Regions from separate parts of the Zea mays genome. Here region 1 is linked to region 2. The links are chromatin contacts, called in public Hi-C maps. All regions are on one chromosome and are shown on one strand. The core of a region is the stretch at or near the end of the contact, and the rest is flanking DNA. Distances in the headings are between cores, read along the strand shown.

Region 1 (6,773 bases), core at 2,634-5,133, 580 kb before region 2:
TTGAGTCTGAACAGTGGTTCAACTTGTTTAACTAGTAATCAAGGAAATCACTGTCTTCACTGACATTTCCTGGTTAGCTAAACCATCATGTTATTGGGTCTTCGCTTAACTGTTTGAAGTTTGAACCATACGGCTCACATTGATAAGAAAAGACTCATGACGAGTGAATTAATTGTGATGTTTGGTATTTAAATTTACATGAATTGCTAAGTGTTATATGTCCTTTGGTTTTACTACTTAGGATGGGAGAATCAACTACCAGGAGTTTGTTGCCATGATGAAGAATAATAGCCCCGAGATTGTTCCAAATCGGAGGCGCATGTTTTAAGGCTCATCTCCTACATTTAATTGGAAAAAAGAAAGACTTCTAAGATATATTTTTCCGCGGTCAGAGGGGAGAGCAACTGATACTCGAAAGTGGGATTCAGCCTGGGCATATGTGCAATGATATTACAGACTTTGGACAAGTCATCAGTCATGGGTGATTGCCTTTGTGTTGCTTCCATTTTCGACCATCTCATCCTACGATCTTTCCAAGTTATCTTTAATGAGGTGTGTCGTGTGGTCTATGTTTCCTGCCTCTGGATCTTTTATGTAAGAGAAACGGACTTGTAAAACAGTTCCAAATTATCATATACCAGGCGAAAAGTAATGCGATGTGCCTTGTGATCCTCTTTTTTTTCTTTTCTCTTTGGTCAGCGGATCATTTAATGTCGATGCTTTCTCCAACTGACAGGAGCAAATCGTAATCGCCCACTGCCCCCTTTTCAAGAACGGAACACATGACTCCTGTGTACATGCCAAAACCTCTTGGACAGTGAGCAGGTTTGAAACGAGCCCTTCCAGAACAGGAAAAAAAACAACAACTCTGAAAGGCTATTTCCAAGATGCATTTATTTATGCTGAATGCCAAGATGAGATTATGCGAAATCATTACATTTCGGTCACCTGCAAGATGTCATATTCTGAAATGAAATACGGCTACAGACTCTGCCCCAACACATAACGATAGGCCAGATGTACAATTAACAGGCTTCCGGTCCTCCACAGAATGAAATTTACAGTGCTGTCGCCGCCCCCCACCCGGCCCCCGCTCGTCAGCGAACTGCGATCCTTTTCGCCTTGGACGATTTGTGTCTGATGAAGAGAGCCGCCAGCATGCTTTTAGTGCCAACAGGGGCCTTTTGGATCGCACGACCTTTGGGGTTGTCGAAGGAATGGAATGTTGAAAGTTCCTTTACACCAGATATGTTCTGAAGAAAATGTATGTCGTATTAATCTACAAGTAAAATAAACAAATCGCAAAGCATGCACAATGACACCTTTTTTTTTAAAAAAAAAGAGGGAGAGAGACAGATCGTGTCATATTCAAGCTTACCTTAGCGCCAACCTTCTGCGTAGTATCAGAACTGGTGCTCCTGTTGAACTGCAGCGGCCTGCGCATAGGAGAAGCAGACCGCTCCTTACCTGAAACATGAGAGATTCATAGGAGGCATTCAATCTCTGCACACAGACTAAGCAGGAAATAACTTACGTGAAGTTAAATTGCAGTACTGAGTAGATACACAGAAGGATTAAATCACCTGATGAAGGTTTTGATGGTGCCGTGTCCACTAGGCTGCACAAGAAGCAGATGACAACCAGTTAAATCAGAAGTACATAAAAACCCCCATTGCATTAGCAAACAAACGATAAGAGTTTGCACGAAACTGAATACGAACTGGAAGAATTCTTACGCAAATGTAGGCTTATGTGCGTTTGCTTTGGTGCTGTTCTCCGAAGACAGATGCCAGGAAAGGGTTTTTGCTGCACCAGCGAAATAGAAGAAAAAAATAACGTTTTTTTTTGTTTTGTTTTGTTTGCTTCATATGGTACATTGCATGCCTTGAAACTTCATCATGAGCAAGAAGACCCACCGGAGGGGTAAGGTCTAGGCTTGGATTCCTGATCAGTGTCCGCTTGCAGGTGTCCATTTGCCAGGGATCTTTTATAACCAGTGGCTAGCTTGGCAGGAAAAAAATTGAGAGTCAAAATTCAGCACCCTTTCTTTTGTAATCAAACAGTGTATGAGCTCTTGGTTTCGCAGTCACTTACGGGGTAAGATGTAGTGCTTGTGGTGCTTGATGTTTGCTCCCATCATCTGCTGCTGCCTGAGGCCTTCTTTGTCTGTGTAGACTTGGCATGTGAAGATTTGCTGCAGATTTGGAGATAGATCGTCAGCAATTGAACTGGCATGGTTTCATCGCTGCAAGATGCAAGTACTGAAGATAAGTGTGATTACCTGGTTCAGGCGTGCGACTTTCAGTTCATATGTCGACACCTCGGAAGCTTGCTGCTCGAAAAGATCGGTCAGTTTGTACGCAACAGTACCCAGATGATCAACCGCGTTGACGACGGCTCGTAAGGCATAGTCTTTCAGGTTGTCCAGCACCCTGACATAAATTAACAGCTTCAGCTGTCATAATATGACCTGAATGTTACAGTTCAACATGTCCTGTGTTGAAATAAGAGTATATACTGCAAGCTCGAGTTCAGTACACTATCGACTCATCATTAATAAAAGAAAAGATGTGAAAGTCTGCACCCTATATTTCTGAAATTTATTCTGCACTGTCAAACAAGACTACAAGAGGGGGTCCCCGTTGCTAAAATTTCAATGCAGTGACAAAATTCAGACTACGAACAGTACAGGGACAGTTGTCAGGTAACTCCAAAACTCCAGATGATACCAAAAAATTATATCTTTCTCTAGCCAGTAGAGTTTGTTTTCTAGCCACATCTCACACATCAAGTCCCTTCCTCACACCTGTTGCCGTCCTTGCCTTAGTTGGCTCAGTCGTCTACACCTATCATAGGTAGTTGGGTGTAGTTGCTACCAGCACATGCTGCACCCACGCTTCGATTGGATCCTTCAACCCTTAGGCGAAATGACAAAACAGTGCTAGATACAGCATGCAAGATGCAATTGTACGAAGAGCAACCATGGCTGGGCGCCGTGGTAAGACTAGGAAGTGAGTAGTAGTGATTCCTTCTCCCTTTGTGTGGCAGTAAAATGCAGGAGCAGGGAACGCGACTCACTTCTGCTTCTGCTCGCTGTGGAGGTAGGACTTCTCGCAGTACTCGGAGGCGGTGTAGAGCTGCGGCCGCAGGTTCTTGAGCTCCTGCGCCATCATCACGAAGCAGAAATCCAGCCGGATCCCCGGTGAGACAGAGCAGGGACAGCCTTTTCCTTTTAGAAAAAAAGGGAGGATTTTTGTGCGTGCGCGTGTATGGATCTAGGAATGCGGGGTTCGGGGAGCACCTGCAGGGCCTTGATGAAGCTCTTGCTACGTTCCATGGACGCCTCATCCACGGTGGTGGCGCCGGCCCTGGCCCCCGCGACCCCGCCCCAGGAGCCGGGCGCCGGCGGGTATTGCTGCGGCGGCTGCATTCCCCCCTCTTCCGCTCCGGCGGTGGGCGTCCGGCGAGGGGAGGAAAGAACGGGCGCCGGCAGGGGGAGGGGGAGGGGGAGGGCAGGAGGCGGCGAGGTCAAGTCAAGTAAGCGCTCCACTGGCGCTCGGTGGGCAGAGTGGGGTGGAGGGGAAGCGAGCGATGCCTCGCCAACTCCCACTCGACGCAAGCTTATTCTACTGCCAGTTCCACCACCGCCAGTCTCTCTCCTGTTGACTCTTCGCGCGTGGGCGTGCGCGTGTTGCTGTCGAGCGCTGGCGGTGGTCCGCGGAGGAGGAGGGGTCCCGGAGGAGCGACCGCAGCGGTGGCTTTGATGGCGACGGACGCGGGGCCGCCGTCGCCGGTCTGGTCTCGAGTGGATTTGCTTGGCTTGGTGCCTAGCCTAGCAGGGAGATTTTTTCGATTTGGCAGGGGAATCATTGCTCACTCATCGCCGCCTCGCTGGTGGTTTTGGCTGCTTCGCTTGTCTGCCTCCGACTGACCACCGCACTGACTGTACCCGCCGTAGATTGATCTTCGCTTTCTCTGTGAACGCCGTTTTCACCGCAAGATTTTCATGCTGCGTTCCCATTTCGATTCCTTCGATGGTAACGAAACAATTAATATGGGATCTATATGATCATAACGTTAATATCAGATTCCTACAATAACGACATAATGATGATCCTAAGCCAAAAAATCTGGAATCATAATCAAAAGGCTACGTGGGATGAATAGATTTACGAGAATCTATAGATTTCTCTAGTTTAATCCAGAACATACTTTTATCTTTTTTTAAAAAAAATTATGTCATCTAGATTTTTAGAAATTATTATTCGGTTACTACTGTTTATAGGGTTGAATCGTTTTATTTTCTATCTAATTTGTCGCTCGACTCTCACTCCATGACACCTCCTAGCGACAGCTAAAGTTGCCATCATCTCTCTACACTCGATTTTGGAGGTCAATGATGTGGCTTTGTTGTCCCTGAACATTATACATTTTTCTCATCTACTCTTCGCTCATCATCCCCCATCCACGATGCTCGTCCATATATGATGCTATCCCTTTCAACATCTCTCTAGACTCCACATTGATATTCCATGACTGAGAGGCTTCATACCAATGGAAGACGATGACGCAACACCTATCGCTTCAGCTATTGTCACTGCCATACACGCTACTCGTATAGGATGCTTTGTATACACTAGATTGGGCATGACTACAACCACAACGTTTGGGTATAGCGTTGTGGGCATATACCCCCACGACAAAGCGTATCACCCCTTGCCGATGATATCATGCTATCGAATTGACTCATTCGAGAGGCCAGGGTGGTCCCCCCCTGCCATGTTGCCAAGCTATCATACTATTATAGAATCTATAGTTGACAATTGTTTCAACCAAATAGATTTTAGCTTTCCCATAGCCATCAGCTCATAACAGCCCCCTCATAGCTTGTAGCTAAAATCAGATTTTTAGGAATCAATAGCTGAACCAAACACACTGTTAGCCACCATTATGTTCTTCCGTGAACGCTTATCTTGGAATCCTCAACAAATGCTAGGAGCTTTCGGCCACTGTCAGATCCTTCTGTGAACACTCGAGGGCCTGGCACAATCCCATAACCTCTAATGAGTATTGGGAGCTCTAGCCACTATTAGGTCCTCCCATGAACATTCGTAGCTACAGATCTCTATAATCATCCTCAGTGAATGCCGAGAGTCCCTCATAGTAAAGGGCTCTCCCGTGAACATTTAAAGATCTCATTATTGTTAGGGCACATAGTGAATGTCGTGAGCCCCGACTTCTGTTGGGGCCTGTACTGACTCAGAGCAGGGGAGGTGCAGCTCCTCTTAGTGAGTCGGGTGAGTCGTAGCGACAGAGATAGAGCCTGTGGGTGCCCTCTTAGAGACTGTTGTCCATCCGATCCCTGGCCCCTTTGAGTTGGGCTTATCTCGCCATGCTACTCGCCATTTCCAATGACCAATCTACTTCATTAGTAAAGTCCTCCACATCAATAAGACTAGGTAACCAGAGATGCATAAACTAATATATGTGGTCCTTGTTGCATTCAAGAAGCTCCAACACTATTTCAGGTGCATATAATTTTAGTGGTTACATATTTTCCATTAAGAGCTGAAAGAAAATGTGCCCTTGGGCTATTTCTAAGTGTTTTGGTAATCAAGTGCCTAACACATCACTTTGATCTAACATACAATTGTGAGTATGAGCTCAGAGTCAAAGGAGAAGCAAATTGAGGATTGTAAAGATAATTTGCAAACTCTAGAATCCTGGAGAAACGAAGGTATGATTCTAGCACTTAGTAAATTATTTTTGGCACTAACTATGCTCTACTAAGTGCTAGGGATCTTCTCAAATCGAGAGAAATTCAAATGGAGAAGTTTGGCTAAGTCTAGCCAAACTTGCACCATCATGCGGTGCAGCGGACTGTCCGGTGTGCACCGGACAGTGTCCAGTTCCAGGCTGGCGCACCCGGATGAACAGACATGTCACACCCGGTTTTAGAAGGTAAACCGAATGTGAACCATGTACGCGCTAGGATCAGAAATTCACGTACACAACGATTACATAATTGGACATCATCACACAATGCTCAAATAATAGCGGAAATAAGTATAACTTTATTATGTCATGATGCCCAAAACATCCATATAGTCATTAACTTAAACATAAATCAAAGTGCTGAATGAAACATAGTAAGATAAGGCCTTCACAGGCAGCCGACTAGGGGTTTGACGCTAGTCTAGATTAGAATTCCTCAAAGTCCTAAAACTCCTGGAAATCCTCCGCATTTCCTTCATCTTCTCCTGAGCAATGGTTGCAATAGGGACAACCTGGTGTTTGGTGTTTAAGCAAGTGTGAGTACACATCAACGTACTCAGCAAATGTCCTGTTTGGCTGAAGTGGACTAGCTGTATGTGGGGTTAAGCTCAAAGCAGTTGCTTTTAGTTGGTAGGTATTTGTCATTAATTGAAGCCAAGTTTTATCATAAATCCAAGTTGATATTCCCAAAATATGACGGTGTACTGCGTTGTTGACTTGTGCTTGCTGATTTCCTGCTGAGAGCCGAGACCGAGGCCGAGGGGTTGGCCGTACGCCCGAGCCCCTAGGGGAGGGGTCATCCATAACTTAGTTGTTGTAACAGCTCTTCGGTATGGGTGAAAGCCTGCTTACGAGGTGCGTTAGCGTCCCTGTGTTGGGTGATGTTGTGATTCCTTTGCTGTGATTATTGATGTCAGAGCCCCGCTCGGGCGAGCGGAAGTCTTCCTGAGGCAATGTTTGAGCCTTCCCTGACGTGTGCCACAATTGACGGAGTGGCC
Region 2 (7,159 bases), core at 1,899-4,398:
TAGCCGAGCAAAACTCCTTGACTCGAGCATCGCAGACTGTCTGGCACCTGCGCGCGGACGATCCGGTGCTCATGCGAACGGTCCGACCGACTCAGCCGGACAGTCCACCTATGGCCATAGGCGTCAGGCTCCACACAAAGCAAGGAAACAAACGCAAGGGCAAAGCCAACATAACGCACATGGCCGGCTGGTAAAAGCCGACCCTACTTTCGATCAATTGCTCGCCAAATATGCTGGCAAGAAGGCTGTTCTACACGATCGACCAACAAAGGAACCCCAACCACCCGCTAAAACAAAACGGCCCAAAAGGCGACGCAACAAGCATCGCCTATTCATCGTGTGATGCCAGGATGTTTTCCACCCGCCTACTCGTCATCGATATGTTATCCTATTCGAATATGGAATGGTACGATGATGAACCCATGATACATACATAGTCCCTTTGTCTATTTATGCTGGGGGCACCTCTATTCTATTCCTTTTGATCCATTGATCAAATGGTCGTGGCCGAGAAGATGCAATCTGAAATGGGCTTTGTGCATTGGGGCTCTATTGAATGATCACCTTATTGTATTGAAAAGCCGATGAATTGCATCAGGCTTAGTTCATATGCTTTTGGTTCGTCAACCTCCACGAAAAGGCATGGGGCATATGTTGAGTGCAGAAAGTGATCGCGCGGACGGTCCGTGGTGGTGGTGCGGACGGTTCACGTGTGCGCAGAATCAGTTAGGGTTCCGAGTTTCTTGCGAGATTTATTAGCTAAATCTGTAGGATTAACTCGGGAAACGACTTGTAACGGGTCCAGACCTCCCCCTTTTATATAGATGAAGGGCTACAGCCGATTGAATCCCCACAATCGATCAAATCAAATCTACCTATCATTTTTCCTTATGCATTAGGAGTAGTTCTAGTTTAGCCTTAGTTTAGCCTCCCTCTACCTCAAATCTTCACCTATCTTCAGCTCTACGTCGACTAGAGGCGTCTTGGGTGGCCTGCCGACGCCAAGACACACCCTAGGATCTCTCCTCTCCGACGGGGTCTCTCTCGGGAGGCGAGATCTAGGCCTGCTGCGAAGAAGAAGACCCTCTGCGCCATCGCGGACTGTCCAAGCCCCAGACGCGGACCGTCTGGACGTACGCAGAGGAGGAGCCGCTCCTGCGCCAGGTCGCGGATCGTCCGTCCCTGTGTCGTGGACCGTCCGGCCCTGTGCCGCGGGTTGTTCGCGCCTCTGCAGAGGGCACCGCCAGACGGTCCACCCCAAAGTGTTTGGCACCTAGATCGGCGGCAACAGTATGCCAAATTTTTTTATAAATAATTTAGTATAGTCCATAATAATTTGGTATGCAATTCAGTATATAAAGATAAGGAATAACATATGAAACTATAGATTTAACATTTAAGCCCATAAGTGCATACGTTAGAATGCAAATATAATATATATCAGTTTCTTTTTTCTTGGGCTGCCTCAGTGGACTGGTATTCCGGTGGGTCGACTTAGGGTATGTCACGACCTACATGGATCACCTACTGGCTATGCTCTCGCATAGGTTCAATTTGGCTAAGTACAGGCTCCTGGATAATAGAAAAGGAGTGTATTTAAGCTGTGGCCTAGTCATAGGACGCGAACATCACTTGTTCTACCTGATTCTAACTTGAAGAATAATATGCACCATTATCCAGCCGTATATGTGCCCATTGTTCAACTAATGGCTTTGAAAGTGGAAACTACTCAAATGCGGGACCACAAAGTACAAACCCTTCGATTGAAACGACAACACTTGAATTTGCCAATCAAAACCTATAGGGCCTATGGTAGTAGATCCAACTATACACCACACTTGTTGATAGTGGACCCATTGGGTCTAAATACTCGTAAAACATACAAGAAAATGCACAATTAAGTAGAGAATCGACTCAAACCAAGTCGAACATGTATTACTAGATGCACAATTACAAGGACTCGTCAAGGAGGATAGTAGGGGCATACCCATATCTGATTGTGAACTAGTACAACAAAGAAGACAAATGTGCTTGTGCATGAGAAACTTTAGGTGAATTTGAGTAGACAAGCAATCACTCAACTGACACTTTGCATATACTAGATTGCGGACTAGTAAACTACCACTAACATCCCACAACAACAGGGATGTAGCATAGTTTGAATCTCCACACTTGTAGTCATCAGCTACTCCACCCAAAAAATTCGAAGTGGGAGTAACTCATAATGCTTTCGCATGCATCCTTCTATAGTCGAGGGTTGCAGGAAAACCACGAGGATACTTGCTTGCTCATCGGTTGCTCTAGGAGAAGAGAGGATCACCCTACGTCGCAATTCTTCGAATTGATAACGACACTGATAGCCACGGTAGTTAGGAACACTTGAAGTTGTGGTATACGCCCATGTCGAGATATTCCTCTACTCGTTGATGGCCACTATAAGCGCTTGCTTCTGATATCATTACAACATCAAAGCCGAAGCTAGAGAGCTAGCTCACTGCCAAAGTGACCATAGGAGCGAGCCATTTATCTCTAGAAAACCCACGATAAACCGGAAATCGTGTTGTTTTATCGTCGCATATGCCCATTACAATACCACTAATGACTAATAGGGTGTTTGGTTAGTGGGACTAATTTTTAGTCCCTCCATTTTATTCCACTTTAGACCCTAAATTGTCAAATACGGAAACTAAAATAGAGTTATAGTTTCCGTATTTTGCAATTTATAGATCAAAGTGGAATAAAATGGAGGCACTAAAAATTAGTCCCTAGTAACCAAACACTCCCTAAACTGATAAAAAAAGCCTACTCAAGGGAGCCTCCAAAAGTTGACGTACCAAAGCAATGTTGACAAGGTGTGCTCCATCTAGGATGGATGTGGGCAACTCTCCTAGAATCAAATAAAAAATGATGAAATGGTAGAAATAAATGAATATGGAAATAAATAAAAAGCGGTACGCAACAAGTAGCCAGCGTTGCGCTGAAACAGCACCAACTCAGCAACCTGCAAAAAAGTTGCTTTCCACGAGACCCGCAAAATAAAAAACTTTATTCTCTCTCTCTCTCTCACTCCGCCCGCCAGCCCGCCGCCCGCCGCCTCCCTATATAAACCCACCCACCCCCGTCCGCCATGGCTCATTTCCCCACCCGCACAAACGCGCACACCCCACTTGGCGCTCCACCTCTTCGCTCTCCGACGACAGCCAGCGAGCGTGCGACGGGCGATCAATCGGGGCAGGCATTCGAATTCCGACGACGGCCATGGAGCAGAGGAGCCTGCTGGTGTCGGCCCTGGGCGTCGGCGTCGGCGTGGGTCTGGGGCTTGCGTCGGCCAAGTGGGCAGTACAGCCGGCGCCGAACGGAGGCGACGGTCTCGGAGCCGGCGCCGCGGAGTTGGAGGCCGAGCTGCGGCGGCTGGTCCTGGACGGCCCCGAGAGCGACGTCACCTTCGACGAGTTCCCCTACTACCTCAGGTAGGTCATACTAACCCCGTCGAGTTCGATTCGGTTGGTGGCCGGCCTGGGTAGGGTTCGAGGAAGATCCGGTTGGCTGGCTTCCGTAGTGCGATCCGATTTGGCGCAGCCGCATCACCCGAGACGCACCGATCTGCGGCGCTGCTGCAGGCCTTGTCTTCTCGATGAATCTGTTCAGATGGCTTCCCCACTCCACTCGAGTACAAGTGCCACTAGTTTCCTCTGCTGTTGCGGACTAGCGGCTCGTACTAGCAGTACGGCTGCGGCAGGTAGGCACGATCGGAGCCGTGTTCTAGAAAAAAGCAAAAGCAAGAGGGGTTTACTTGATCCACAAAAGGCCGCAGCACATGGCTTCTTCAGTTTTTTTCTTTGTTTGTTTGTTTGTTATCATTATTACTACGATGGCACTAGCACCGACAGCGATTGAGGTAGTGGTGTGATTGCCTGCAGCGATCAGACGAGGGAGGTGCTCATCAGCGCGGCTTTCGTCCACCTCAAGAACGCGGAGCTGCTGAAGCACGTCCGGAACCTCTCCGCCGCCAGCCACGCCATCCTGCTCTCCGGCCCCACAGGTTCGTTTCCGTCGTCCGCCGGTCCCTGGCCGCAAGAACAACAACCACCCCCGCTCGCTGCTTGCGTGTGGGCAGAGGGTACTGTGGCCACTTGTATCCCCCTGTTTCGCTGATGCATGATGACCTTGTTGGCTGCTGTCTCTGCAGAGGCCTACCTGCAGTCGCTCGCGAAAGCTCTGTCCCACTACTTCAAGGCGCGCTTACTAATTCTGGACGCCACCGACTTCTCTCTTCGGGTGAGTGAGCAGCTGGGAACTGTTGCCATCGTGATTCTTGGCCTTGCGGTTGCTTTGCCGTGCCGTGTTCTGAATCCTGTGCCGCTGAATGACTCTTGCAGATCCAGAGCAAATACGGGGGCTCCACAAAAGCCACGGTGGGTCACACAGTTCCAGAGCATTTTTGCTGGAAAGAATAAACGCTGATTCATCTCCTCGGATCCTCCTTTTGTTTTTCTAACACGAGATCCGGCGACACTGGTATAGTTAATCAGTTATTTTACAGGACCCATAACAATGAGTTTGTTATTGACTTGCTTCTGCAGGCCCGCAATCAATCTGTGGCTGAGACCACGTTCGGGAGGATGTCTGATCTCATTGGATCCTTTATGGCATATCCTAAGAAGGATGGGCCTATAGGTAGTTAAGGCTTACAGATTCCCTTTGTTTTATTTGTTGTTTCTCGCATTTTATAACTGCAAGCATGCGCACTTTTATCTTATCACCTTTTAAGGTGTGTTTGATTCAGCCTCATAAACGAGATTTACTGTCAAAAATCTGAAATCTCTATCAAACGGGTACACTAGCAGAATAAATTTCTAAAAATTTATAGATTTTATTAGTTCAATTTCTATCCTAGATTTTTAGATTCCTATCATCCATGTTACAAACCGTCATATTTTTATAGAATCTATAGTTGACAGTCGATGTGTCCTGTATTTCAATTATTGCCCAAATTCTTGATTTGTAGTGTTATCCTTTTTGGCAGAAAAATCGCTGCGTCGCCAGACAAGCAGCACGGATTTAAGGACAAGGTAATGTGCCTGCTGTGCTGTTTATCAAGGCCGCGACGAACAGTAGTATCTTTTCGCAATGTTACTCATCCATGCTTTGTTTTCTTCAGAGGCTCTGACGGTTCTAGCAGTACGCCTTCGCTGAAGAAAAACGCCTCGGTATCATCCGACATGAGCGACCTTGCCTCACAAGGTTCGGGAAATCCAGGTGAACCTTTTTCGGTTCATTTATATTCTCCTTTTTTCTGTTTAGTTATTTTGATGTCATATATGTGCAGAGTTTAGTGTAGACAGCTCCTACCTAGATCACACTTACTAGCCTCCACCCGTTTCAGACTGCTCGGCCATCCGCATTTTCTGGTAAAATTATGTACATGTCGATATTAGTTTTGTCGTATAAATGGCATGTGTTCACTCCCTGTTTTTTTTTTTGGACGAAATTGCATCTAAGTTTCACATACTGATTGCTAATCTTTACATGTCTGAATGAAACAGTAGGGTGCTAGTACAGTAGTAGTACTATTTTCTTAAAAAAACATAGTACATTAGTACTATTTGCTAGAGTAGAACTGTATGACTATATGGCACACAAGTGTCTTACAGTTCTTCATCTTTGCTTATGTAAATTCCAGTGAGGCGAACTGGTAGCTGGTGTTTCGACGAGAAAGTTCTGATTCAGTCACTCTACAAGGTGATCATACTTCTCGACTGTAACTCAATTCGCTGTATTTAGTCATGCGGAAGTGGAACTTATCTGGTCCGCCCATTTTGCAGGTTATGGTTTCTGTATCTGAAAACGGTCCGATTATTCTTTACATAAGGGATGTGGACCATTTCCTCTGGAAATCGCAAAGAATTCACTCGATGTTCCAGAAAATGTTGGCCAAGCTATCCGGTCAAGTTTTGATACTTGGTTCTCGACTACTCAATCCTGACGCTGATAACAGGGATGCCGATGAGAGGATTAGTACCCTGTTTCCTTACCATGTTGACATCAAAGCTCCCGAGGAGGAGACCCATCTAGACTGCTGGAAAAGCCAGATTGAGGAAGACAAGAGAAAAATCCAGATGCAAGATAACAGAAACCACATCATAGAGGTACTCTCGGCAAATGATCTAGACTGTGACGATCTGAGCTCAATCTGTGAAGCAGACACTATGGTTCTCAGCAATTACATAGAGGAGATCATCGTATCAGCTGTCTCCTACCACTTGATTCACAACAAGGACCCTGAATACAGGAATGGAAAGCTCATGCTATCATCTAAAAGGTTGGTCACTGATTCTGATTTCTTTCCCCCTTTTTTGTCTTGGAGAGCAATAATATAAATTTCTTTTACAGTTTGTCCCATGGTCTAAGCATTTTCCAAGGTAGCCATGGTGGGAAAGACACTCTGAAGTTGGAAGAAACGAAGGTATGCAAATAGGGCAACGCTAAAATAGCGTGTCATTGCATTAGTTATGTTAACTCCTATCCTATGATATTATGATACAGGATGGTTTGAAAGGAGCTCTTGGGTCTAAGAAAACTGAGACACTTCCGGTTGGCGAAGGTCCAGTACCGCTGCCAAAACCAGTAAGTCGTCATCAGTTGACTCTGCCCCCTGTGTTCTTTTCCTCAACGTTAACAGCATTTGTGTTTTTGAGCAGGAAGTTCCAGACAATGAGTTTGAAAAGCGTATCAGACCAGAGGTCATTCCGGCAAGTGAGATAGGAGTGACATTCGATGACATCGGAGCCCTGGCAGATATCAAAGAGTCTCTCCAGGAGCTGGTCATGCTTCCTCTTCGACGGCCCGATCTCTTCAAAGGAGGGCTCCTGAAGCCGTGCAGAGGGATTCTGCTGTTTGGGCCACCTGGAACCGGGAAGACCATGCTTGCCAAGGCTATAGCGAACGACGCCGGCGCCAGCTTCATCAACGTATCCATGTCCACCATCACATCGAAATGGTTCGGGGAGGACGAGAAAAATGTCCGGGCGCTGTTCAGTTTGGCCGCCAAGGTAGCTCCCACCATTATTTTTGTGGACGAGGTAGACAGCATGCTGGGGCAGCGCGCTCGCTACGGCGAGCATGAGGCGATGCGGAAGATCAAGAACGAGTTCATGAG

Evidence for each region. A called contact is a pair of places that touch in the nucleus more often than the background predicts.
Region 1: a contact with region 2 is called in a Hi-C map of leaf, with 4 times the contacts expected there. The contact joins the promoter of LOC103635403 here to the promoter of LOC100383493 in region 2. A contact is called at or near these places in 7 of 25 Hi-C or Micro-C datasets (bundle sheath, ear, endosperm and 3 more) and 1 of 3 datasets of contacts at active chromatin or transcription factors (leaf).

What each region holds. Positions count from the first base shown.
Region 1 is chr8:77,157,318-77,164,090 of Zm-B73-REFERENCE-NAM-5.0, reverse strand. It overlaps LOC103635403 (probable protein ABIL4), which reads right to left and starts at 3,883. Exons shown (of 9, transcript XM_008657858.4): 1 at 3,302-3,883; 2 at 3,079-3,161; 3 at 2,282-2,432; 4 at 2,095-2,194; 5 at 1,917-2,000; 6 at 1,737-1,806; 7 at 1,584-1,618; 8 at 1,379-1,467; 9 at 878-1,253. The coding sequence starts at 3,430. The coding sequence ends at 1,098. LOC103635404 (calcium-dependent protein kinase 1) reads left to right here. Exons shown (of 8, transcript XM_008657859.3): 8 at 242-682. The coding sequence ends at 328.
Region 2 is chr8:76,574,661-76,581,819 of Zm-B73-REFERENCE-NAM-5.0, reverse strand. LOC100383493 reads left to right here and starts at 3,148. Exons shown (of 16, transcript NM_001176141.1): 1 at 3,148-3,470; 2 at 3,903-4,042; 3 at 4,190-4,278; 4 at 4,380-4,415; 5 at 4,584-4,677; 6 at 5,027-5,072; 7 at 5,162-5,259; 8 at 5,684-5,742; 9 at 5,826-6,322; 10 at 6,394-6,466; 11 at 6,547-6,627; 12 at 6,702-7,159. The coding sequence starts at 3,259.